3 separate regions of the Mus musculus genome follow, and regions 2 and 3 are each linked to region 1. A link is a contact called in public Hi-C data. All regions are on one chromosome and are shown on one strand. The core of a region is the stretch at or near the end of the contact, and the rest is flanking DNA. Distances in the headings are between cores, read along the strand shown. Region 1 has its middle 18 kb from the start of Gm52536. Region 2 has its middle 33 kb from the start of AY702102. Region 3 overlaps Tshz2 (teashirt zinc finger family member 2).

Evidence for each region. Hi-C and Micro-C count contacts between places; a contact is called where the count stands out from the background.
Region 2: a contact with region 1 is called in a Hi-C map of the N1E-115 cell line, with 7 times the contacts expected there. The contact joins two enhancer-like sites. A contact is called at or near these places in 8 of 39 promoter capture datasets (the HPC-7 cell line, cranial neural crest, embryonic stem cells and 5 more), 1 of 15 datasets of contacts at CTCF or cohesin (the NIH/3T3 cell line), 3 of 484 Hi-C or Micro-C datasets (the N1E-115 cell line, cerebellar granule neurons and embryonic stem cells) and 2 of 115 datasets of contacts at active chromatin or transcription factors (astrocytes and embryonic basal ganglia).
Region 3: a contact with region 1 is called in a Hi-C map of the N1E-115 cell line, with 7 times the contacts expected there. The contact joins two enhancer-like sites. A contact is called at or near these places in 2 of 39 promoter capture datasets (cranial neural crest and pre-B cells), 1 of 15 datasets of contacts at CTCF or cohesin (large pre-B cells), 9 of 484 Hi-C or Micro-C datasets (the N1E-115 cell line, embryonic stem cells, liver and 2 more), 3 of 115 datasets of contacts at active chromatin or transcription factors (cardiomyocytes, embryonic basal ganglia and embryonic stem cells) and 1 of 9 other capture datasets (embryonic stem cells).

The regions. Positions count from the first base shown.
Region 1 is chr2:169,059,486-169,063,834 of GRCm38.p6, forward strand. No RefSeq gene overlaps it. Among named protein-coding and RNA genes, the nearest start is that of Gm52536, 18 kb to the right of the region's middle. Within about 2 kb of position 2,241, at least 14 of the 459 cell types and tissues checked have an H3K27ac peak or open chromatin away from gene starts, as enhancers often do. A contact at or near this core is called in the N1E-115 cell line, where this site is marked.
Region 2 is chr2:169,994,145-169,998,493 of GRCm38.p6, forward strand. It overlaps a transcript of Tshz2 not described here. Among named protein-coding and RNA genes, the nearest start is that of AY702102, 33 kb to the left of the region's middle. Within about 2 kb of position 2,552, at least 28 of the 459 cell types and tissues checked have an H3K27ac peak or open chromatin away from gene starts, as enhancers often do. A contact at or near this core is called in the N1E-115 cell line, where this site is marked.
Region 3 is chr2:169,749,413-169,753,761 of GRCm38.p6, forward strand. The region is part of intron 1 of Tshz2 (teashirt zinc finger family member 2); the gene reads left to right. Among named protein-coding and RNA genes, the nearest start is that of Gm34344, 84 kb to the left of the region's middle. Within about 2 kb of position 1,874, at least 44 of the 459 cell types and tissues checked have an H3K27ac peak or open chromatin away from gene starts, as enhancers often do. A contact at or near this core is called in the N1E-115 cell line, where this site is marked.

The DNA of each region.
Region 1 (4,349 bases), core at 991-3,490:
GGCAGTGGGCTAAGGAGCTGACCAGAGAGGGCAGGCAGTGGGCTAAGGAGTGGCCTGAGGCCACTGTGTCCTTATATTTACAGTCATCAAGATTTTAAGTTTTTAATTGTTCAGATGTACTTCACTATTTATTTGGTGTGTGTGCGTGTGCACGCATGTGTGTGTGTGCATCTGAGAGCAAATGAGGGCGTTAGGTTTCTTGGAGGTGGGATAGCAGGAGATTGTGCTGTGTATGTTGGGACCCGAGCCCTGGTCCTCAGCAAGAGCAGTCAGTGCTCTTAACTGCTATGCCATCCTCCAGCCCCAAGACTAGCTTTAAATCCTACACTATACTTTCTATATCACAAATGTTCTTGCTTGGTCCAGCATAGGAATCTTCCCTATGGGGGGAAAAAACCTCCAAACATTAGAATGAGCATATATGAATTATACAAATAGTTAATTAGCATATATTAATTATATATAATAGTTGGTCTCATAATATTTTCATACATGTGCATAGTGTTTTTTCATCATGTTTACCCATTACCCTGTCATGGCTCCTCCCATTCTTGCTGATCTCTTCTAACACAATCCCTTCTACTTGTGTGTGTGTGTGTGTGTGTGTGTGTGTATGCATGTGTGTTTATATGTGTATGTGTGTGCATATGTTTATGTGGGTGCATGTATGTGTGTTTCTATGTGTGTGTATGTGTATGCACATGTGTATGTGGGTGCATGTATGTGTGTGTACATGTTTATGTGTGCTTCTACATGTGTCTGTATGTGTGTTTCTATGTGTGTGTGTATGTGTGTCTCCTAATGACTTGATTTGGCTTGCTAACTTGCAGGCTGGGAGAGGGGTTGCTGACAGACACACAGCAACTTAGCAGAGGCTGTACCAATGAAGAAAATAATGGTCTCCATCCTCTGGATTCATTCGGAGGATGTAGGTGTCTCTAGGATGTGAAGTTTTTCTGTTTCTTTTGGAGGAGAGGAGGGTGAGGCCCAGGAAGTGCCTTGCTTAGGGTCACAATCTGGTGCTGTTCGAGGAAGGAAGGAGAGGAGACTTGCCTCAGGTCTGCGCAGGTACGCATCCTCTGGGAGCCCCTCCCGGAGGCAGGGCTGGCCAGGGAGACGCTGGACTGTTCCAAGTGTCAGAGAAAAGCGTTGCCTGCTTGCTTCCGCACGTGCTACTTCCCGAGAAGGTGTTCCATCAACAGAAATGCTGATTCTCTGGCTTTCTCACGCTAAATTTAGAAATGACATTTGCATTTCCGCAGATCCACAGCACCGGCTTAGAAACAGTTCCCAGAGCCGGGGCCAAGTGAATAGTTTCCCTTTCTTGGCTGTGGGGAATTAGCAAAAATTAGGATGTGCCTGTAACAGGGTAGATGAAGACAGTTGAAAATAGTAAATGCATCCTTTTTAGGAGGTAAAAATCAGTTGTACCTCCAGTTAAATGCAGGGGTTCCAGCCAAATTTCTTCCCTCGATCCCTAACTCTGCCCCTCCCTCTTCCCTCCTCAGTGTCCATCTTCTTTTGTGTGTGTGTGTGTGTGTGGGGGGGCTTGTTAATTTTGAATATCAAAGTTTTTTAAAAATTTTATTTATTTATTGTGTGCATGCTTGTGTGTGCGTGTGTATGTGTATGCACATGTGAGTGTATATGTGTGTGTGCATGTGCCTGTGTATGTATGTGTGTGTGCATGTGTGTGCATGTACCTGTGTGTGTGCCTGTGCCTGTGTGTATGTGTGTGTGTGCACATGTGTATGTGTGTGTGTGTGTGATGCGCAAATATGCACAAACACACAGGCCACAGGGTGCTATGGAGGTCAGAGGACAAATTGCAGGCATGGGTTCTTTTCTTCATCTGGGCTCCAGGGGTAGAACCTAGGCCATCAGGCTTGGTGGCAAGCACCCTTTGCCCTCTGAGCCATCTCGCTGGTCCCAAACCTGACCATTTCTTATACCTTATTGGCAGCTCAAGATCTGAGGGAAGTTCCTGTTAGACTGCAACTCACCCGTTCTGCCTGCAGTTCCTGTGCACTTCTTAGTCCGTTTGATGGAGTTCAAACATTTGAAGAATTACACTGACTTTTTCCGTCTTGGCAGAGTTCTCCCAGCTATTGAGCAAAGGAACAAACAGCTTGTTTCCTGGTCAAGAGGGCGGGAAGCTGTCAACTCCCATCTGTCTCAGGGGTTGATCTACTTTTGGTGGTAATGTTCTACCGTTTCCCGGAGTCTATAAAATCATGAGCACATGTCACCACAAGAGGGCAGTGTGCGCTCTCTCCAGGAGCCCGTACAAATCCTGCCTTTCCCGCGGTGGGTAAAAGGATTTGTCTGGCAAAGGGCAAACCCATTAGGCATCAACATCCTGCATTTTCTTGCTGTTGCTTGTCATCATGGAAGCAATGATTGGAAAGTCCTGATTACCCGCACGATCTCCTAGACAGCGCACGTCTCTAAGCGCTTGCTTTCCAACGTACTGCTTTTGATTTTCACCTGTGCTACCCACGGAACGGGGGACCTAGGGGCACTTTCCCTGCTGCTGTTGGGAGAGCCTGTCTTATCTCTGTGGAGGTTCTCATCTGCGTGGGGGGCTGGTCCCGAGGTACCAGGAATGTGTTTAACAAGACAGCAATAGCTAAAGTTTTTAAAAGAGCCTTCATTCGTCTCTTGCAGGGGCTGCTGGTGGGGGATGTCATTATTAGTGCAAAATGTTCTGGAAAGTTCTCGATGATAATAACCTAAGGCAAGCATACATGAAGAATCAGTGAATTACGTTTTCAGTCCTTTTTTTTTCTTTAACCGACATGCCAAAAAAGTAAGATTTTTTTTTTTGATTTCATAAGCAAAGCCCAGAGGTGACATTTGTACAGTTGAAATATGGCCTACTGTGACTCCGTAGAATCTCATCAATAGATCTCTTTGCCAGATGGACCTGGGACTGGCAAAATCACCATCATGTCAGTGTTTCAGCTTGCGTTTGACTGGGTGTGAGGCAGTGAAGTGAGGGTCTGGGGCAAAGACCCTCTTTGCTTTCTCTTTTTATACAAAAATTCAGCAAATCAATTGTTGGCTTTAGACCTGCAGGGCAGAGTCTCCGTGTAGGCTGCTGTGTGACTTTCTGCTGAAGGTGAGGCCAGAGGCTCTCTGGAGGGCAGTGAGGATTGGTGGGCCAATGTGGATGTTCTAAGATGAGGGATCATCACTGGGTAGCCGCGAAGGTCAGGGAGAGCAGCCGATGCTGCCACTGGGGAGAGAGGTAGAACGTTCCAGAAAGATGGTGCTGGGTCCGTTAGGTCTTGATCGCTGGTGTCTGGCAATGACAGACAGAAAGATTTTCCCCAACAGAAACAGAGCAAATGAGGTTACAAATACATCCATGCACTGATGGCCAGGGATTCAAGCACTACATGCCTCCTGGGCTGGTACCTCACAGGCTGCAGAAAACCCATGATGTCACACCCCAGCAGGGAAGCCGGGAAGGTGAGATTTGTGACCCTTGGCACTCAGTCGGGGACAGTCATGCTCCTAGGAGACGTTATTTTTATTCAGGAGAGAAGGGCTTGTGGCACCTAGGGACGAGAAGAATCCCTGGCTTGATGGAGAAGAACTCTGTTACCACACGCCAGCAAGACAGGGTGAGAAGCCCAGAGAGACTTGCTCAGGAGGGAGAAAGAGAAGGGGAAGGGGGAACTTAGGGAGCTATGCACTAAGTTCTGGGGACCCACTGAGTGTGTGACAAGAGAGGAGGTCTAGATGAGGTGGCAGAGTGAACTCTTCGTGGTTCCAGCAGACCTGCCAGGAGTTTGAGATTGGGCCTTGCTGGCCCCATGTGGGTACCTTCCTCCCTCCCTCCCTCCGTCCCTCCCTCCTTCCCTTCCTCCTATGCTCACACAGCTTCCAGGCAGTAGGCAGATGGCTCAGCTGGTGGAGAGTGTGCTGTAGAAGCACAGGACCCCGAGTTCAATCCTCAGAACCCACACTGTAACAAGTCAGACGCTCTTGACATCCCAGCGCTTGGAAGGCAGAGACAAGAGGATCCAGGCCACAGGCTGAGCATAGAAACAGAGATGCTCCCTTGTGGAGAGTTGTCTCTGGGGCTAGGGGTGCTGCTGGCACTCGGTGAGCAGAGGCCACAGATGTTGCTCTTGCTTGTGCACTGCAGAGGGAGCTGCCCTCCCCCCTCCCCCGGCCCCCAGCCCTGTTTGCTGTACTGAGTTTGCTGGTCACGCTCAGAGGAACACAATGCAGTTCCCATCCTTGCCTGCTCCAAGTCAAACATGTCCACAGGTCAAAGAATTTCCCATCTATTAGCTGGGGTGCCCTTTATCCCCGAATGCAGGAGTCAGAGGCAGGGC
Region 2 (4,349 bases), core at 1,302-3,801, 930 kb after region 1:
AGGCAGAAAAACTGCTGAGTTAACAGAAGCATGGCCAGCCATGGACAAACACTCGGGGAGAGAAATGGGTGTCAGCTAGACCGTTTGGTCAGAAGTGAGTTTTGAGAAGCTGATTTCCAGCATAGACAGATAAACTTTGATCCACTTCCCCTAGTGAAAGGGATTTGGGCCCTAAGGCATTGGGGCTGTTTTCTAGATCTTTCCTTCCCATTCCCTGCTACCACCCAAAGCAGATTAATTTCATGGAGGAGAAATATTTTCCTATCTTCACACATGTGGGATGAGTGAGCAGCTACAGTTCTGAGGCCACTTGGGACATGTATGGCTTGGTGCCTGTTTAACCTTGTTCTCTCTCTGCTGAACTCAAAACTGAGCTGTGAGCTCAATTACAGATGCCAACATACCACAGGCTTTCCAATACAGCTCTAAAAATTCAAAACTATAAACCCTCAATTTGTGATTGGCCAAGTATGCTATGTATCATCCACTGGTATCCCACAGGCAAAAAAAATAAAAATAAAAATAAAAACCATTTGCTTCATAGTTGATGTTCACCACCTAGTGTGAATAGAATGTGTGTGCATGTGTGTGTGTATGTGTGTGTGTGTGTGTTCCAATTGTATTTGCATCCGATTGTTCATTCATTAAAACTATATATTGACTAGGAGTTAGGTTTGTGGTTCAGTTAATAGAGTGCTTGCCAAGCATGCTGTGGGTTCAATCCCCACCACCACATAATCCCACCACCACGGTGAGACACACTTCTAATCATGGCAGTCAGGTGATGGAACAGGAAGACCAGGAGACCAAGGCCACCCTATGCTACCTACTGAGCTGGAGGCTACATAGAACCCTGACCAAAAATTAATTTTTAATGATTACAATGACAATTTTTAGACATTATCTTGACTATTAAACTACTGGGCAAAAGGCTCCATGGTAGGAAAAATGAGTAAATTGTATGCCCGAACCAGGAACGGCTTTTCCAGAATACAAACTCTGGCCTGTGTATACATAGCTGCCTTCATCTTTCGGCCTGTGATCATTCCTTTCCTGGAACTGCATTAAGTCTAGAAGAAAACACCTTAGTCTGTAGAGTTGTGGTACACTGAAAGGTGATCTTCGTTGCTCTCCACTCTCAAGGGACCTCCCGCCATTTCCTACCTGGAGCTGTGGTGTCCCCGCAAGCTCACAGCTGTCCTATCGCCTGGTCTTTTCTTCCTGCCCTGACATCGGCTGGGTCATCACCATTCCCAATCCATAGTTGCCACCAAGCCTCTCCTGATCTCCTACGGGCTCTCTTCTCTTCTCCAGTGAATTCCGTCCTCTCCCTGGAAACTGGGGAAACTGTTGCTTCTTCCAGAAGCCATTCTAGAGCTGTGTGGATCAGGACAAGACAGAGGACCAAGGGGCTTTCTGCAGCCACAGGCTGTCCATCTCCCTTGAGTCTGCAGTTGCTTCGAGAAAACCCCTGTCCCCTACCTAACCCTAACGCACCACGGCTGGGCTGCGAGCTGAATCGGAGTCCGTTCTCCTGGCCCACCCCAGCAGCCCACACTCTCGCCCCAACAGCCCACACTCTCCTTCTCCTGAGTCACTTCTTCCTCACCAAATCAGATGCTTTAACCACCTCAGGCCGGCGCCCGGACTTTGAGCAAGGATAGAGATTGGCTCAGATAACACTGTGTGTCCCCGATTTGTGGCCTTTGGCTTTCCAAAGCCTCCCTCATTACTTTCCATCCAGACACAGAACAGTTAAAGCGGACAGATAACCAGGGGAGGGGCCGCGAAGGACAAGCAGTGCGCCTGTCAAGGTGTCACCCCAGCACACGGATCAGAGCCACCGAGAGCCTGCAGAGCAGTGGGAAGGAAGGTCTGGCTAGACAGAAATGAGAAGGCTCAGCAGAGTGGAAGCAAACCGCTCCTCTTGGGGCCCTGCAGGCATCCCCTGGCTCCCTTGGGTATCAATTTCCTGCCTGGATTCCTTCCATCAATTCCTCAGGGACACAAGCCATAGAGTCGCAGAGATTAGTAGTCTCTCTCTGCGACTCCAGACTCAGAGAGAAGTCGTGAGGGAGAGCGCGGGCACCTGGCTTCTGTGTGAGGCAGGACTGTGAGCTCAGGTGAGTCCCGGCTTCTCTCTCTGCCTCGCTGTCTCCCTCCGCAGAGCGGGCTGCAGGTCCCTTCCTCATACTCTGTGAGAAGCACAATGAGGTATCAGGCATCGTTTTTGATTAGCAGCAAGTAGTCAGGATAAACACAGCCTCAACCCTGAAACACACTGCAGAAGTTCTGTGGGAATAATTCAATCTGTGCCTTTTGTTTTTATGATGGTTTGATTACTGCTTTAAAAAGGAAAAAAAAAAGAAAAAAAAAAAAAAAAAAGCCCAGAGCTCAGTGCCCGACTGTTCCTCGGTCTCCCGTTTATTTAGCCTTCCTGATCTCTTAGATTCTGGAACGGTGCCATGATAAGCAGGGAGCTTAATACAAGTTCAGGACATCACCAAATCTGATATCTGCCATTTGAAGCTTTCCCAGAACACTCCTCTGGGTGACATGTGACCTCCACCCTGGGCTCTGCCTTGTCCGGCTTTCGCTGTCTTGAAAGCTTGGTAACATCAGAACTGTGGCCCCAGCAGACCTCCAGAGGGGGAAAAAAGATGACCTTAGCCAGGAGGAGGTGTAAGAGCTAACCAAATCCCCCCTAGGGGCTGTGAGAGGCGAGGGTTTCCTCCAGAAACACAGGAAAATTTATGTGAGGAATACACAGTTGGAAGAGCCAGGGTCTGACTCCTGCTTACAGACAAATAGCAGGAAGGGACAACAGGGAGAGAAAGGAAGACATTCATTACTGGAGGCGAGGGACCTGGGCGGGTGGCGGGGTAGGGGTGGCTCTGGGAAGAGAGAGGAGCTCAAATGTGAAGTTTCAGAGTTGCTCCGGGAATCCTGACTTGCTGACACATCTATTTAAATTAGACTGGGATTTTAATACAACACCTTCAATAATTTTGTCGAAGGGAGAGACGTGGCGAGGCACGCATTTTCTTTCACTCTGGCATCTCTTTTGCGAGCAGTGTTTCTGGGTTGAGCTCTTGAAGACATGTCAGTTGCCTCTCGGACAAACTAGATCTGGTTTTCACTAATTGCCAGCTGTGTGACTTCAGCGAGGAGCCTTGACTTCTCTGGATCCTCACTCAATTGTTTAAAAGCACCACAATGCCTGCTTCCGTCAGTTTTAAGTAAAAATGCTCCTGGAGCAGACTCAAGATGCAGTACCTCGTGTGAGCCCTGTGGTACCCGCATTAATTAGCGTCTTCCCTTCATCTAATCTTTTTAGACATAAGCTGAGAATACAGCCAAACCTGCAATTAAATGATGGGCCATTTTCTCGTTTGTGAAAATAAAAGACTCAGCCAGATCTAGACACACAAGGAACATATTCCCTGAGTAAGAAGAAAATGGAGACCGGAAACAGAGAGCAGATAAGCCTTTCTTGAAAGGGATTTTTATCGCTTTGGAATGTCACATCATTAGCGTTTGATATTTCATGGCTTCTCAGAAATGGAAAATAAAGGAGAACTCGGGAGTCAGCATCTCACTGACTAAGTGGAGGGGAAAGGGGCTGATTACAGTGGTGGTGTGTGTCCCTCAGGCCCCTGGGTACAGCGGGGGCGGGGGCGGGGGGGGGGGGTGGAGAAGGGTGACCCACACCGGGCCTGGGCCGTTAGGGAGATCAGACCCACTCTCTATCTTTGGGGTGTTGGACCTCCTCCCTGCTGCTAGAGAGCACACAGATGCCAGTTTTAACATGTTTATGTTTTTTATCTATTAATATTTGTGAGTATGGAGGTCAAAGGGCAACTTTGTGGACCCGGTTCTCTCTTTGCAACTTTCTGTGGAATCACTGAACTTGGGTCTCCAGGCTCTTGTGAGCCGGTGCCTTCACCGGCGGCGGAGGCGGCGGAGCCACCTTGACAATTCCTTTGTTTACATCTTACCTGATACATAAATCTTGTGTATATTTGTGGGCACAGGGTGACATTATGAGGTATGTATACAACATGTAATGATCAAACCAAGGTGTAATTAGCATTTCTGACAGAGACATTTTTCAGTCCCCCGTGAGACCGCAAGTTTAAATCCGAGGTTCCGGAACACTGTTCTACCTCGTTAGGTACCGCCAGTCCATTCCTTGGTGCTATGTCACTCTGCAGGTACTGAACTTGGTAGAGAGAAACAGAAAAAACAAGGCCCTCCCTGGACAACGGCTTGGAGAGCCTTGGAATCACAAAGCAAACCCCTGGGGAAGCCTAGAACTGAGTAGCAAGCAGGACTCTGGGCCAAGGAGG
Region 3 (4,349 bases), core at 624-3,123, 690 kb after region 1:
AATTCAACCATGAAACGAGCAGTCTCGGGCACTGTTTTGAAGTTAATAAAAGTGTAAATGACTAATGTGTAGGACGGACCGTTTCTCTGCCCCACCGGAATCCAGCTTGTGACACTGCTCAACAGAGATGAACTGTCTCCAGCCAGTTAGCCACCCTAAAAAAAAAAAAAAAAAAAATTAGGTAGGAAGTCAGAGGGCGGGACTTCCTGCTTTGTTCCTTCCGCATCTCTAGAACATTCGATTATCATGTTTTGATTTTTAAAAGGAAGTGGAGTTCCTAGGCAAGAGAGTGACAGCAAGTTTAAGGGGATTTATTGTTGGCTTCTTCTCCCTTATCTATCCCAAGCGCCCCTTGATTTATGGGGTTTATCCTATAGCTCAAGAACAGGGGTTGTTAGTGGGCGGAAGAATGCAGTTCTGGGGCCAAGGTTGTGGTTTGCTGTGTCCTTGAATGGTTACAGTTCTCTCTCTTAATATATTTTCTTACCTTTCGGTTTCAGCACGATCTGATTGCCAGGAAGGCTTTGCCTGTGTGTTGGGACCACTTCCAAATGCCACCTTGTGATCTTACAAATAAATCTAGTTTCAGTGAAAGAAAAATGGAAGGGGGCTCACCTTCTCTGTTGACAAAATATCAACAGGGACACAGGAGCACCTGAAGATGCAGTCAGGTCCTGTGAGGTGGGGCAAGGTAGGGGCTAGGGAGTTGCCTCCCACTAAAGTGAGATTTTCTCATGGGGTTTCTGTGAAGATCTCAACTCCCACTTGAGCCCCGAAATCACTAAACCCAGCTGTTTCTCCCCCCCCCCATGGCTGTGGGAGTCCTCTGCAGCTCTCTTGTATTAGATACACTCCCAGGTTCCAAGTTAGGCTTGATCACCTCCTTCAAGAAACATCCCACAGTCTCTCACATCGAAAACATAATCATCAGAATTTGATGGTTGAATTTCTTCCTGATATTCTTCACTTATTGCAGGTTTTTTGTCTTGTTTTGTTTTCTATTCCTGTCCCTACTTGTCTATAGATGAGTATAATAATGGAAGGAATCTGCCTCCAAGACTCCACCGATTGCCTAGTGGCTAAGTGTGCACTCAGTGCCTGGTGCTGGCCTTAGACCACTGTGTGGCTGGCTTTGGGGAAAGCTGTTAAGTCCACAAGATGGCTAACTTTGAGACTTATGGAGATGTGTGTCCTTGCTGAGACCCCACAGAAAGTAGATGATTCAACCTGGCATGCAGGCATGGAGATCTGACCCCTGTCCCTGCCCTGCTAACCTATTTGCAATCTCTTGGCTTTCGTGTCGAAAGACCTAAAGGCCTTGGCCTTCCCATTTGCTGATGCATTGCCAGACGGTCCCAAGCCACCTGTCATTTTGCCAAAGTCTAAATCCCCTGCCGGTCTCAGTTTTCTCTCCCTGGTAACATTCAGAGCTCATGTTGCATTAAATGGTTAAAGGGGGGGCGAAATGCATGTCACTAAACTCGTCAATGACAGAGTCGAGTTAGAATTAGGAAATTCTAGCACGGGATAATGCTTTTTGGCAAGATCTCATCTGAGCAGGAAGCCTGAACTGGAGAAGGTATGCAACCAGAGAGTGAGGGGCATCTGTTTGTCTTCAGTTCCTCTGACAGCCAGGATGGCTTGTTTGTGTCAGTATTCTCTGGGATGGTAAATGTGATCTCACAGAAAGGTCAAAGTCCACCAGACCTTTCTGCCTGCTCGGGGGCCCACCCCAGGCCTCTTCTCTCCTGCCCCCTGGTCCCTTCTAAATTAAATCACATTCCACTGCCTGTTGTTGGATAATGTCTGGACAAAATACTTTTGCACACACTCCTTGCTTAAGGCAAAGCGACTGGAACAGAGTGCAGCTGGCTATGGGCCATGGACTAATTGCTTTATGCCCATTTCCCCTCGCCAGAGGCACACCCAGCATTGAGGAATCCATGGCCATTTCCCAAGTCTTTTTCAGGTCTCTGACAATCAGTGGAACATTCACTGGGGTGGGGGAACCACCTGGATTGGGCGGGCGGGGGGAGCTACCTCTCCATAGGCGTCGGCACCTTTCCACTTGGGCTGTTTAATCTCCTGCTATTTTGATCCTAGTGATCTGGGTTTTTAATTTCCTGTAATCCAGAAAGGAATGTGTTCTCTTCCTTAACGACATCTGTGGGATCTGCCTTTCTTGTTCCAGACGAATCCTAACAGAGATGTTTTCGTCAATGACTGGATATTTTATTAGAAATCCAGAGATTCCCGTTAACTCGAATTATTTTCGTGGCTCTGATCAACCTTCAGCTTAATAATTCATGATGTTTAATAACCTGTTCAGATCATTGCCAAAATTATTGATTTAATAATATTTGGTTATTAAGAGTGGAAGATGAGGAGGGGTTTCTTATCACTACATCAAGTTCTGTCTTATTACCTTGCAATTCTTGAGGAGAGCCGATAATCATAGAGACCTTTAATATCTTGTCATTTTTCTTGGTAAAAGCTGGGAAATAGTTCTGAGTTTTTAAATAGGATTTGCCTTCACTTTTATTTCCATATTTTGGAGGCAGGGGGTTTTCCTGATGTTTTGAGCTACGGTCTCGTTATGCAGCCCAACTGACCCTGACCTTAAAACCCTCCTGCGTCCTCCTCACACCAGCTCGCTGGGTGATAGGCCTACGTAGCACAACTGCCTGCTCTCTTCATTCTTGAGCTTCAAAGGTTACAATGAAGACATCCAATCAACCTAATGAGTAATGACTGAAACACTCCCCAAGAGTTTTGGAGACACCATGCAAGCTCAGCCCCAAGTCCCTGCGGTTTCTCCGGCAGATTCCAGCGGACTCCCCTCTTCTCCTTTTAAAATCATCTTTAATTGAATCGTATTGTGATTACTTCCGCGGTTTCCCTTCTGGGAACACACTTTACAATCTGAAATTAGAATGGAGCTGGAAAATTCATCACCAACTTGTTTTGGCAATGCGGAGTTTCGGACCTCTTCCTCCTAGGACCTCCTTCAGAAGTCAGAGCTGTGACTGGGCCAGGCGGAGATCAGTGTTTCCTCTCACTTGAAAAATAAGTAAAAACCAAATGTATGGACTTTAAAATAACCCATTTAAAGACTAACCTTGATGCTGCACACATTTCAGTTCAACATTCCTAATGCAGAGGCAGGGGGATCTCTGTGAGTTTGAGATCAGCCTGGTTTACATCATGAGTCCCAGACTCCTAACCAGGACTTCGTTGTGAGACCCGGTCTCCAGATAAATTAATTAAAATGATGTCTTTAAGAACTTCATTTGCAAGTTGCCCTTATTGTTGTTAGAATATCCTTATCCGGGCCTCTTTCTGCACTAACAACTACATCTTCAGGCAATGTTCCAAGTGGAACCCTCTTTATCCCCAATTTTATTCAAGGCCTAATGGTGTTATGGCACATGTCCAAAACTTAACCTGTCAGGCAGTGAGAAACTTCCTCGTAGCACTGTGTCTCAATAGAAACTGACTTCCTGCATTGGAGATAAAGGATGATATGATACAGCCTGGGTTTAGGAGATCCTTAGAATTCCCCTACCCAGGGTTCTTTGTGTTCCAAGCATGCTGGGAATGTGCCTTGCCATGAGTGGATCCTTTTGTCTACTCAATGTCAAGGACAAGAGAAGGAATTCCTTCATAAACACATGGATGGGAACCTGTCTCTGACTTAACCGAGCCTGCAGACAACCTAGGTAAGACATAGTGCTCACAGCTTCCCAGATATATACACACTGGATCCTTGCTGCGGCCTATAGATCCCCTTCGTTGGCCAGCATGAAAATGAGCCATTATTGTCGAATAAAAACGGTGTCCTGGGGTTCCATAGCTCGGCTCAGCAAATTTAGACCAGAGCATTGATCTTCCATCGGTGTAGCCCATTTGGTGTGTGTCTCACCTTGATTTCTGCTGCTGTCAAACACTCTAGCCAAAAGAGAAACTTAAGGAAGGAAATGGTTCATTTCATCGTATAGGTGACAATCGGTCTTTGGGAAACCAAGGCAAGCTTGCAATTCCACACAGTGTCACCTCCGACCAAGGAACGCATTTCACATCCAAAGAAGGGCGGCAGGAGCCAGGGAGGAAGCTCATAGGCTTACTTCAGAGGCCCATGCTCAGCCAGGTCCTCCTGACGAGAGATAGTGCCGCCCACAATAGGCGGGGCCTTCCTGCATCAATTAGTGTGGGTGGGCCCTCTTGCATCAATGACCAATCAAGACAATCCCCGGACATGCCCATGAGCCAATCAGGTCTGAGCAATCCCTCAATTGCGGTTCCCTTTTCAGATGACTTCAGGTTTAAGCTGACAGTTATAACTAACTAGG